Regions from separate parts of the Athene noctua genome. Here region 1 is linked to region 2. Evidence: chromatin contacts called from public Hi-C data. All regions are on one chromosome and are shown on one strand. The core of a region is the stretch at or near the end of the contact, and the rest is flanking DNA. Distances in the headings are between cores, read along the strand shown.

What was found. A called contact is a pair of places that touch in the nucleus more often than the background predicts.
Region 1: a Hi-C map of heart shows a contact between it and region 2, with 3 times the contacts expected there. The contact joins the promoter of HSP90AA1 here to the promoter of PPP2R5C in region 2. A contact is called at or near these places in 2 of 2 Hi-C or Micro-C datasets (heart and liver).

What each region holds. Positions count from the first base shown.
Region 1 is chr6:40,669,682-40,676,155 of bAthNoc1.hap1.1, reverse strand. It overlaps HSP90AA1 (heat shock protein 90 alpha family class A member 1), which reads left to right and starts at 4,431. Exons shown (of 11, transcript XM_074908678.1): 1 at 4,431-4,582; 2 at 6,239-6,397. The coding sequence starts at 6,239.
Region 2 is chr6:40,501,499-40,507,848 of bAthNoc1.hap1.1, reverse strand. It overlaps PPP2R5C (protein phosphatase 2 regulatory subunit B'gamma), which reads right to left and starts at 3,323. Exons shown (of 16, transcript XM_074908674.1): 1 at 3,217-3,323; 2 at 1,501-1,566. The coding sequence starts at 3,243.

The DNA of each region.
Region 1 (6,474 bases), core at 3,182-5,681, 170 kb before region 2:
CTTTGAAGTAATCAAGAATAAAACCCATTTTCCCTCCGTGTTTTTTCAATGCTTTGAACATTAAATAACTTTTTTCCAGACAACTTTTCCTTTGTTCTTTTTTAATTTTGTAACTTTCATATATCAAGGAGTTCTATGAAACTGTGTAATTAAAGACTCTATTACGATTCAAATATATAAAGGGAACAAGTATGGGACTAATCCTTAGGAAATCAGAAAATGCAAGACTGAAGCCCATGCAGTTCGTGAAGCAATGTACCTAACTTCCTAGCACCTAGTGGTGTTGGTATGGAACAGTTACTGGTTAAAGACGACTCGGTTCTTCAACATTTCATTCAAATCTGAATATTCTGAAAGCAAAAGCCACTCAGATTCTGATGAGACCATGGCAAACCAACTTCCTGAGTTTTGACTTTTGATTATAATTGTGGTTGTTGGGGTTTTTACCTTTGCATTTACAGTAATGTTTGAAGTAGTAAATCTGACTGAGTAAATAGCAGTTGCCCCATGTTATTTATTTTAATACTGTATTACTGGAAAAAATGAAATCCCATGTAACCAACCCTCAGACATTGGCTACAACAGTTATTAGAAAAGAATGAAGAATGTTTTCAGTTTAGTTTCCTAAGGAAATAAAGCACATGCAATAGCATCATGATTGATCAGTCCCACCCTAATAATTTTGACCGGTTTAATCAATTCAATCAAAATTAACAAAAGAACAGAGATCAGAGATATTAAAGTCTGCAAAAATCAGTAGGTGGGCAGCAGAGACACATGCTCTTGTTGCCTCTTTTGAAGGGCAGGGCAGGGCAGGGAGAATTCAGCTTTATCCTCCCTGTTTGGCTGGCCTAACGGCTAGGAGGCAACGGCTAGCTGGCCACTGAGCACACCTGCGTGCCCCAGCCCTAGAAGGTACTGCTGCTCGCTCACGCAGAATATTAAAGGCAGGCAGGTGAAGAATTGATGGGTTTAGGATGATGAGGAGAGCGGTCAGGGGCATCTAGGGGATATGGGAGGGAACAAGTGTGTGTGAATGTAGGACTTGAAAATAACCAGGCTTCAGCATTTCCCTTGTTAACAGAGCCATTTGTTAAAATGTGTAAGTATATTGACCTCTTGGTTGAAAAAATTGAACTATTTTGCTCAGATTTTCCCCCAAAATTAACTGACAGAAACCAAGTCTGGGACCAGTCTTTTCAGCCTAAAACTGAAGCATACAAAACTGAGATCAGTAACCATAGGAACAAAGTGCCTATCTATATACTAGCTCTCACTGCATAACAGAACAAAACCAATATAGATTATTCACAAGTCATGAAGAAAATATTTACACAGGCACACAGGAACTTGGGTTAAGCAGAGCTGGGAAAACTTGGACGGTTTGGTGTAAGATTACTTTTCCTGGTGTACTTGTCAAACAATTTTGACAAAGAAATCATTCTGCTTTTGAAGACTGAACAAGATCACAAAAGAGAAACAGAATTATATGACTGCTACATTTAGACAGTATAAAGGCATATAATCCTGCAGACATATGCAAAACCTTTCATAGGTCTTCACATGCTTAAAATTACATATATCCCGAAGTCTGAATAACTGAATCCACAGTAATCAAAGAGATTAGAATGAAAAAGATTTTCTTAAGAAAAACATCTTGAATATTTTGATAGAAGTGGCACTCTTAAAATTTTGGACATCTCAAAAGGAGGGCACACAAATAATTTTACTGGAAAAAATGCTAGGACAGATTTCCATAAATTGTTATAGTTTAGCAGTTTTCTAAAATACAAAGTTATTTTAACCCAAATAAATGTCAGAAAATATTTCAGTTAATGGAATCTGAATGTAAGAGTGTTTCCGCCCAAAAGGCATGTCCTATAGAATTTATACTATACCAGAACTATTTTTAATCCAAGAAAACCATGGAAGTTACATTGTTATGCTTGGGTATAACTGCCACACTTTATTAGGATAGTGGTAAAAAGCCATTAAGCTGCTTTACAGAAGCAGACAACCAAAGCAGCTGTCAGACCATTGAAATCAGAGTCACTATGCAAAGAAAGGAACACGTCATACTCAAGAAAGGATTTTGGTGCTTATTCTGTAGCAGGGTGTGTGTTTGAGAGAAAGGAAAATAAATGCCTCGAGAAGCACCGCAAAATCAGACTCAAAGAAGGTACAGAAAACCAGCCAGAGTAAGCACCAAAAAGGTGCTTACCCAGACATAAGCACAGAACTTTCTAGGCTGAGTGTTGGCCAAAATCCAGCTTTTTCAGTGGCTTAGAACTGTGAGCAAATAACCTCACTCTTACAGTTTGATTTCTCCTGTGTGCTGCTGCTCATCTATACACTCTGTTACTGGTGACACTACAATTATTTTTTCCTTGTAATTAAAATAACCCACAGGACCCTGTATTTTGACCAACCATTCGGGTCAAGAGCTGTAACACCACTATCTAGAAGGGCAGAGTCCTGTAAGTCATTGCACCAATGCAGATACTGATCCAGACACTGCAAAAACTGCAATGAAACAAGCTGTGATTTTAACTCCTTGACAGGTCCTACGCGATGTCTTACATGCATACTTAATGTATCTTCTTCTCAGTACTTCTCATTATCTGACAACTCCCTGAAAGACATGATGCTGCAACCAAATCAATTCTGTAGGCCCCAATTCAATCGGATTTTCTTGTCTAGGCCGAACTGCAGGATAACAGATGTTAAGAATGTTAAATTCAGCATGAGGATCTTTAGTTAAATGCATTAATGGACCTCACTATTGTAATGATTAATTCATGGGGTACGCTACACAGTGTTATTTTGGGATGCTTAATGGGAGAAGGCCAGGTTAACCATATAAAAATTCCATTCCCAAAGGTCAGTCAGATGTTGAACCAGATAGCAGCCTGGGGTGCATCTAAGAGCCAACAGAAAATGCCAAAAAGTTGCACCTGGAATGAATTTTTGCTACAGAAACATCCTTTTTATTCCTCAAAGAGCTATTCTTTAGACCAGGGAGATGGTCTAGATTCCTGCTTACATCAATGTACAGTTGTAACATGTAGCTTCACTTGGTATTTATATCTCAAAAAGTGGATCAGCTCCAAGAAGAAAGTTTTAGAAGCCTGCTGCACATGTGATGCAGAGAATCCTCCTGAGACATGAAGACCTGCATTTAACTCCCTGCTCCCAATCAGGTCGTTCAGGATATAAAAATAACTCTGCTGCTAAATGCTGTAATCACAGAGCAGCTGGGTATAATGAGACACGTACTTATCACAGCCTTTATGCAAGATGTATAAATGTATGTATAAAGCTATCTGTAGCTGCGCCCTTTGAACATCAGCTGAAATTTCCCGCAGATTAGACGGCAAAAGCCACGTCCAGGTTGAGAATCCCTCCGGGCTGTTAACAAACCGACCGACGTTGGCATCCATCTCATGTCTACTATTAGCACTTAAATCCTTAAGTAACTGCATAGCTATGTAGGTCTTCTGAGCTTCTTGGATATGATCCCTTGACTCTTTTTATCCTGAACAAATACAAGGACCAAGAGGCACGGTTTGGTTCAACTTGCAGACTGATACTTGTTGTGAGAGAAGCGATTTTGTTTTCCCTGATCAGGCGAAACGCTTTACCACAGCATCCCCGCGCCCTGACTCACCCAGCTACGCCTGGCAGAGCAGACGGCTCCCACCCGGCTCCCCGGGCAGGGGCGCGGTGCCCGGCGCTCCCGCCCAGCAGCCGCGGCCTGAAGGGAAAGCAGCGCCGCAGCCACCTGCACAACCGGCCTGCGGGGCACCGCCCGGCGCGACCCACCCGCCCGGGGCCGCCGCTGCGGCTGCGAAGCGGAGACGAGAGGCCGAAGAAGGCAAGGCGGCCCCCGCCCCGCGCCCCGGCCCCTGTCCCTGTCCCGCCGGGAGCGAGCGGGGGAGCCCCGGCCCTTCCAGGCCCTTCTCACGGCGCGGCGGGGCCGGGGGTGCAAGCGGCGGGGGGTGAGCGGGCGGCGCGCGGCCCTGCCGGTTCTAGGACGTTCTGAGAAGCGGAGGGCCGCCAATGACGTCACCGGCCCCTTGCGCAACCCCCCCGGTGCCCTCCCCCTCGGCGCCGCGCGCGCCCAACGGCCACCCCGGGCGGGCGGCACCACCGCGCATGCGCCCGCCCGCCACCGCCTCCCCCGGCCGCGGCCCCGCCGGCGGTTGGCGAATGGGGACGGCGCGCGCCCCGCCGGCCGCCGGGCCATGCGCGCAGCCCCGCCCCCGCCCCGGCCGGCACGGCGCCTGCGCCAGACCCGCGCTCTGACGCGGCCGGCTGCTATTGGCTGCGGGGGGGCCGGCCCCGCCCCCCGGCGGCGCGGCCGTCAGTCTCCGCCCGCATTCCCCCCGTCGCCCCCTCCCCGTGCCGCCCCCTCCCCCGTGCCTGTCAGTGAAGGTTCCCGATGGTTCTGGAAGGAGGCGGCGCCGGGCCTATATAAGCCAAGCGGGCGGCGGGGTGCGCGCATTAGTGGAGGTGCAGCCGTTCGGGTAGAGTGTGTGAGCAGCTTCAGCGAGGAGAGCAGCAGCCCTTCCCCCCTGCAAAGGTGAGCGGTGGGGCGGCTGTAGCCGTGGCCGGTTGTAGGCAGGGGATGGCTCTTTTGAAGAGACGTTTCTCCGGTGGTGGCTGGTGCGCGCCTCCGCGCGGTGCTATACTGGGGGTGCGGGGGGGATCCGGGGGACCGCGTGGTGCAGGACGCGCCTTTTCTTCTTCCCTTTCTAGTTCTCGTTAAGGGAAGAGTGAGCTCGGAGGGGTGCTGGGTCTTGGAAGTGTGAGTATGACTGTGAGGGGATGAGGTGCTGGTGTCGCTCAAGCGCGGTTTTTTCTTAGTTGTTTTTTTTTTTTTTTTTTTTTCCTTTTTGTTCCTGAAGTCGCGTGGGGGTGAGGGGGAAGAACGGGCGGGCAGCTCCTGGGGGAAGGGGGGTTTCTTCCGCTAGCAGAGCTCGGGGCGGGGGGGGGCGTAGTTGGCGGGCAGAAAAAAATACCCCTTGTTTCCTGGGGGGGTAGCAGCCCCTTCGCATGGCTGGGGGGGCGGGCGGGGGGGGAAGAGTGACCCGATTCCGGTTCGGTGCGGAGGAGCAGTCGCGAGGGGGATGGACAGGGAGGGAGCTTCGCTGCTAATGAATGGGCGCTCGGCCACGAGAGCGCAAGATGGAGGGGCTGTGGCGGGCGATCCGGACCGGGCAGGCGGCTGGGGCGGGCGTGGGGAAGGAGCGGGGGAAGGGGCGGTTCGGCGGTGCACCCCGCTCGCGGGGGGGCGGGGGCGCGCCGGGCTGGTGCTGACGAGGGGGGGGGGGGGGGGGCGGGCGGGGAAGGCTCTGGCAGTTTCTAGAATCTTTCCTGCTTCCGGCGAGAGCCTGCAGGGGGCGCTGCGGGGCGGCAGTTCCCGCCCGCGGCTCCGCTCGGAGCAGCGGAACGGGCGCCGGCCCCTACCCCAGGGACTTAATTTATTATTTCGTAACTTGGGTAGCGTTGTGGTGGAGGATTGCAGTATTGCGCTTGGTCTCCGTTCATTTGGTAGCGATTGAAGTGGGGGAATGGTTGAGAGAGATACTGCATTTTGAGTTGAATCTGTTGCTCCTGAGGCTTGACTCGCGCAAAGGCTGTTGTAGGCAGCAGGAGGCCGAGCTGGTTCGGTTAATCCGTCCGTGTAGGGCAGGGACGAGTTCGGCTGGACCGTATTGGTACCTAAGTTGTAGTTGTGGATCGCGTCTGCATCTGAATAAAGTGAGTTGTGTGAGCCAAATATGAGGGGGACGTAAGAACAGGAAGGCACCCCGAATAGAGACTGTACTGTGAGAATCGGCTAGAGAGTAATGCAATTAACATCCCGTGCCGGGCAGAGTTCTCAGTTGCATTTTACTTTCTTGTAATGTGTGTTTGGCCTGTGATGAGGGGAAGTAAGCTTCGTACATTAATCTGTAAATTAAGGGAAAGGAAAAGATCTGTTACCCGATATGGTGCAAAGCAAATTCGCAGTTAAAATCTTGTATCTAGTTTCTGCATTCCCTAAAATTCCTGAATACCGATAGGAAATAAGATCTGGGGTTTTTGGAGTGTTTTGTGTTTTCTTATGGTTCTGTATTTGAACCTACACAGTTAAATTTTTTTATCTCGGTATGCTATTGTCTGTCACCGCCTGCAAAAGCACATGGACACTGAGCTGTTCAGGGTGGGATTTCAACTGCCCCTCTCGTTACAGATGCCGGAAGCTGTGCAAACTCAAGATCAACCAATGGAGGAGGAGGTGGAGACCTTCGCCTTCCAGGCTGAGATTGCTCAGTTGATGTCTCTGATCATCAACACTTTTTACTCCAACAAGGAAATCTTTCTGAGGGAGCTGATCTCCAATTCATCAGATGTAAGTACCTTAACTCCTAGCCGGGTTCATGTCAATAGACTAGTGAAATATTTAGGAATAATCAGGGAATGTTAAAG
Region 2 (6,350 bases), core at 2,074-4,573:
GGAATTCTACCTGGAAGGACAACTGAAGAAGAAGAATGCATGAACACTACAACATGTTCTCCTATTGAGATGCATCTCTCATATTTTAAGTTAAAAAAAGCTTGATCTGCAAACACAGAAATTACAAACAAAACTCCATACACGTTTTCAGTTAATGTTTAAAGCTCTCCACTGACTAACTATAGAAGCTTTACACTCCATCCTGAAGTATGAAGAAGGAATAAGAAAATCAGTTTTGGTCTTAGCAGCTTGTTATCCAGAAGCTTGAGAAAATAAGCAAAGATGCCAATAATGAGCCTTACAACTGCACATTAACTAAAATTACAGCCAAGAAGTAATACTCATTTTTAACATCACAGCAATATAGTATAAAGACAGAACATATCACAATAAACTACATCTACTTACACCATTATCTACACTGAAACATTCCTTATTTCAGCTTATGAGCTTTCCTAGTAGCTAAGATCACTCCTAGTAGCTAGGTACCCTCCACCAAAACTCAATCACTAAAATACTACTTTTACAAGAAGTTTACAAGTTTTAACGATCTTATTAATTTATGACAGTGGCATGCAGCTTTCTGCACAACAAATGAGAACTCACTGAAGTGCATCAGAAAGAGTACAGTAAATATTCCCACCCACCTACCCCAACAGTTATTTCAGGGAAGGAAAACGGTAAAGCTGGATGAGTATTTTGTTCTTAAACATTACCTTTCAGTATTAAGACATGTAGTTTAGAAGCTGAAATACATACACAAGCCTTTCAGTGTAGCATTTTACATTCAGGCTGGTACTAAAGGAAATTTCAGAATCCACCTAAACAGGAGATTTTCAAACGAAGCAAATCTATTAATTCGAGTTTCTGGATTCATGTGGGAAAGGGAGGGAACAATGACTTAATTGACCCCTTTCAAGTCACTGCACTTTGCTGGTGGGCAAAACAGACAGCAATGCAAAAGGAAAAAAGAAGGAAAAAAAAAAAATCAGCATCAACAACAGAATATTCAGTTCAAAAATTGAACACTCCATTGTATACCTATAAAAAGAAATCACACAATAAAACAACTGGCAGCCTTTGATTAAGCTTAAGGTCTCCTGACAATATAACAGGCTACTGACACTTAAATGACATGCAAACAGTTTGAGAGAAGAGAGTTCTGGGAATTACAGAGAATGATAAAAACTGCAATCAGCAACTAGAAGACAAGCCCGAAACCTCATGATGTGTAGAAAATAAGACAGATGTACACCTCAATCAAAAAGGAAATAAATGAATATTTAAGACTGTAGCAAGCAAGCATTTAACTATTTTAAATAAAATTAACTTCCTCAAAAGCATCTTAAGCCTTCAAAACATTTTTTGTCAAATACCAGGGCTAGTTCAACAGCCACTTTCCCTCAAAGCCACATGTCATATCAAAATTATAACAATGTAAAAAAATTAAAATACTCCTTAATAGTTGGGAAAAAAACCCCATATTTTAGTAATATTTACCTCATGTTCTTGGTTATCTTGTCCATCTTTGCCACTTTTTCCACTCTTGACTGATTTTGCAGGTTCCTTAAAAAAAAAGTTTGCAGTCTCAGTTACTTTGAAAAGAGTTCTGGATAAGATTTTCAAGTCAAGAAATTAGGGGTCTTTTGACATTAAAAATATTAACATTGACAGGATGAAAACAATACTGTTTTATTGGAAGATCTTAATACTGAACTATCAGCCTCTACAAAGCTGCTTTAAACATTTTTCATCTGCAGAAAGGTTTTGGAATTTTATTTATGCCTCAAAATTCACCCATAAAATATATCAAGCTAAGCTTTCATATAGGCAAGCAGGCAGGGACAATGAATGTGATTTGAACCATGTCTAAGAACTCACCCTTGCAGTCTTTGGTTTTTAGCTTCAGGAATATTTATAGTTAGTTTAGTTTTGAGACGAGTATCAGTGCAGTAGGCATTTTACAACCCGTTATTTTGTCTGTTCTAGGGTCTAGAAAGTCTTAGAAGCAGGCCCACAAGTCAGATTTCTCCCTCCCAACATTGCACTTAACTTAGCATATTTTTGAGATTTGTTATTCTCAGAAAAGTAAAGAAAAGTTTGAATGTTTTTAATACCAAAGGTGGCAAGGCTATTGGGAAAAAGTTAAACCAAACAAAACTCCACAAACCACGACACCCAACCTCGCTACAGCTAATTTTAAAACTATGTTGAAAAGCTAAAAACAAGCGTAAGTCAACCTAACCGAAAAGGTCTAGAGGGACAGCAGCTGGACGAGGCAGATTGTATACTTCACTGTTTCTGACTTCCACTCATAAGGCTAATTGCTTATCACATAAAATAAAGTGCAATCCAGTTAACTTTCTGTTGGATTTTAAGTTTTCTGCGCCCATTACTTGTGCAAGACCCCTTCGTGGCTGCCAGACAATTCACTCCTAGGAGTGCCAGGGAAAACCGAGGCAAAGCGAGGCCAAAGCTACATCCTCTCCCACTGCCAGGAAAAGGGGGTGAAAATATTTCGAGTGGCGATTAGTGCTCCTTGAGTGCTTATGGTGAATCCCCCAAGCAGAACTTCAACTGCAGCCAGAGCCACGCAGCAGGGAAACTTCCCGGGACAGGGTCCGGGCAAACAGTTGTGGGGACTGATCCTTCTCCAGCCCCGACATGCCGCCATGAAAAACACCCCTTCCTGCTCCCCCAACACACCCGGGCCGGCCCCAAAGTAAGAGACACCCCCTCCCAGCTCACCCTTCCGCCAAGCACGGCTGAGGACACGTTTCCCATCCCCTCCCTCCAGCACTCCCCCGCACGCCGAAACCACGGCCTCCCTCCCTCCCTTCGGCTGCCCCCAACTCCGCGCCCGCCCACCGCGGGCTTCGCACCCCCGCTTCGGCAGGGCGTACCCCCGCGGCCCGACGAGACGATACCGGCCCCCCCTCCCTGGACTAGGCCCCACCGGGAGCTGCCCCCTCCCCAGTCCTCGGCTCCCGGAGGAAGGAAGGGGGCCAACATACAGAGGGGAGGGAAGGGGGCTCCCCCTCGCCCGCCTCTCCCCAGCAGCGGGGAGCGCCCCGCCAGCCCCCTCGGCGTCGGGCTCCGCTCGCTGCTACCGCCCCCCACCGCGTTCTGCCCCAGGCCCCTCCTCCCCGCGGGGCCTGCGCCCCACAGCCTCCCCACGGGGCGCGGGCTCCCCTCTCCACGACTCCACCGACTCACTTTCTCCTTCTTGTTTTTATTCGGCATGGCCGCCCCACGCGCCGCGGCCGCAGAGGCGCAGCCCCCGGCGGCCCCGCTCCGCGCTGCGCCCGCCCCGCGCTGCCGCTCCCCCCGTCCTCGGCGGCGGCGGCGGCCTCGGCCCTCCCCCCTTCCTCCTCCGCCCCCCGCCCGCGGAGAGCGGGCCGCTGCCTCCCCATTGGCCACCCGCGGCACGTGATCGCCGCTCCGTTACGTCATCTCGCAGGCGGGGCCCGCGGCGGCTTCCCGCCCCTCACCCCTGCTGCTGCGCGCCCGACGGCCGCGGCCCGGGGGGGTCTGCCCGTCGCCCCGGCGGGTCTGGCCGCCGCCCCGGGGCTGTGGGGCGGCCCCGGGGCTCCGGCCACGCCTCGGGGTGGGCCCGCAGGCTGAGCTGTCCCGGCCCCGCGCCCCAAGCCCGCCGCCTATTTGAGGGGAAGCGGCGGGGTGGCCTGAGGTGTCCTCAGCGCCCCGGGCATCCGGTAGGATCTTCCTCAACCGGCGGTGGCCCGTGAGAGGTCCCTGCACCCCCCAAGCCCGAGTTGCCTACCGGAGCCTGCGCTTGAGTGAGGGGCACGGGCTCCGCTGTTGTGGATGCAGGGAAAGGTGGGACCGCCGTGTGGGGTCCGGGAGCCTGTCGCTGGAGAGCGGCAGATGTTTAAGGAATCAAAACAGTATAGAGCATATCTGAAGCATGCTGGCCCTCTCAAACAAATCCAGTGTGATCGTCATCAGTTTGAGTATATGCGTGCAGTGTATGGATAAGGAAAAGGCGAGCTTCACATAGTTACACTCCGGTTTTTATAAAAGTATCCCTTACTTGGTTTTAGGTGCAGATGTGTTTGGTTTTGTGATGCCCACCTGTACCAGAGATACTTTTTGGTTTTTTGTTTTTGTTTTTTTTTTTTTTAACAAATCTTTTTTTAATCCCTCAAAGCCAGACTATAAAAATCCAAGCAATTTTCTTAGGCAAGAGAAGAAAGGTTCACATACTTCACCTGGAAAATTTACAAACTCTGTTTCTCACATGGCTGGATTAAGCTCCAAATTACTGTTAGCTAAGGAAGAAGCATGGGGAATATTAATACTCATAATAATGCCAAGACATAAAGCATTTAAAATTTAGGTTGGACATGCTTATTAAATTCTAATTGTGCTGTGCTACTGAAGGATAGAAAAATTACAGCCTAATAAATACCACCATAAAAATGAAATTGATCTCTTGTCTTACCCAACCTGTGAGTCTCAAAGCCAGCATGAGCAAGCATCTGTGCTCTCATTTTTAGGAACCAGGATTGCTCATAACCACTTGTGTCTGATGTGATGATACCTAACATCAGCTTGCACCATGATATTTGAACACTTTGCTTTTGTTGTGGTGAAAGGACAAAGAAACTTTCCCTTTTCCAGACACTGCAAAGAAGTCTGCCTACTATGGAGAGCTGCTTACTCTTGCTTCAGTCCCCTTCCTTTCCTGCTTCTTAGGCACTAGAAAACAAATTATGTCTGTCTCTTATCCTTTCCCTAATATTCTCTGGTTTAAGGATTTAGAAATTAGGTGCAGTTATCAATACTGTGCTTCTGTGAAGAGCCAGTCATAAATGAGTTACTACTAATAAATGAGACTTCTGACCGACAGAACAACATGGATTTTGAACAGACTAAGAGAGAGTAAGGGGAAGAAATCTACCTCCATCTGTAGTGTGGAGTTTGATCAGTATATGAAAGGTTTGTACAGCTGAGGATAAACTCAAGAGCTTCCAGTTCTTGTTAGGTTTCAGTTTCAATAGAAGCTTAAACTACTCTTAATTCCCAGCTGTTTCTATCTCCCTTCCCTGCACTGATTCTGGTGCTGATTCTATGGCTTCTTAAACCAGTTCATAGAATTGATCAGGTGGAAAACTCTCCCCCCAAAGTGATGTGTTGTTTACCGATTTTTTTTTTTTTGCCTTGAACTGGCACACCACCACCTGCTTCTGTAAACACTAGTACTGGCCGAAGGAAGGAGGTGGAAATTTGTAGCGGGGGCGGGATGTGACCTCAACAGCCTAGATTTAGATCAGTTTAAGCAGCTTAATGAGTTTCTCATTGGCTCTTGGCCTCCTTTGTGCTTGCTAGTGCTCACAGTTTTTTCCAAATAATGGAAAACCTCTGTCAGTATCGTTGTTGCCCAAGTACTGCTGAACAGCAGCATCGAAATGTCCTTATTTTGCTGTTAGTTAGGAAACCTTGAATCAGTAAGTCAGACTGAATACAGGTTCAAAAGATGGCACTGACTCAGTTAGCATTTAGGAGGTTTTCTTTGTGACCACAGATGTAGAAACTCTTGTGAAAACTTGACTCCCCCTCACCTCACTTGCTGGGGAAAGAGTCTTATTCACCAGTAACAGAAAGCAATTGTGTTTTTCAAGGCCTACTGTATTATATGAAAAAAAAATCAGTGGGTGGAGGTGGTTTACAAGAAAAATAGATCCATCTGTATGCTCTAGTGTCTTCATAAAATATGAGAATAAGACAAGTGACGTACATTTTCATGCGGCGTTGAGATGAAATCTTATTTTTACTACAGTGGTACATCACCGTGGGCCTAATTATTCTGCTACAGAGTAGGATTAACTATGTAAATAAGGTGATGTAATATGAGTGTGAATATGACTATATTAGTATTTGCATTAACTTCTGAACATGTTTTGTGCAAACTAGATGTTTTCAAAAACCAGAACAGGTTCAGACTAATTAGGCTATCTCTGTAATTAAAAAGGCAATAACTAATGCATGTAGCCAATTTGCATTTTTTTACTGTATTGATTAAATTGTTTAAACTTGCAAAAGTTAAATCACCAAATAATTTCAAGTCTTGTGTAAAACACCTGGATAATATTTAATAGCTTGAAACTGGGCCAAGTGTCCAGCATGCCAATGAAAGGGGAATATTTGCACAGTCCTTTCCAGCCATATTGGATATTCTTTTGTTTGTTTTGTTTTAATCCCTTACAACACTTGAGCAGTCATGCTTTGGCCTGAGTTTATTGACCAGGTCACTGTCACTGTGATAGGGATAACATATTCTCTCCCCAGTTTGATCTTACTGCTTTCCATGGACTCTTTCTAGTTTAATT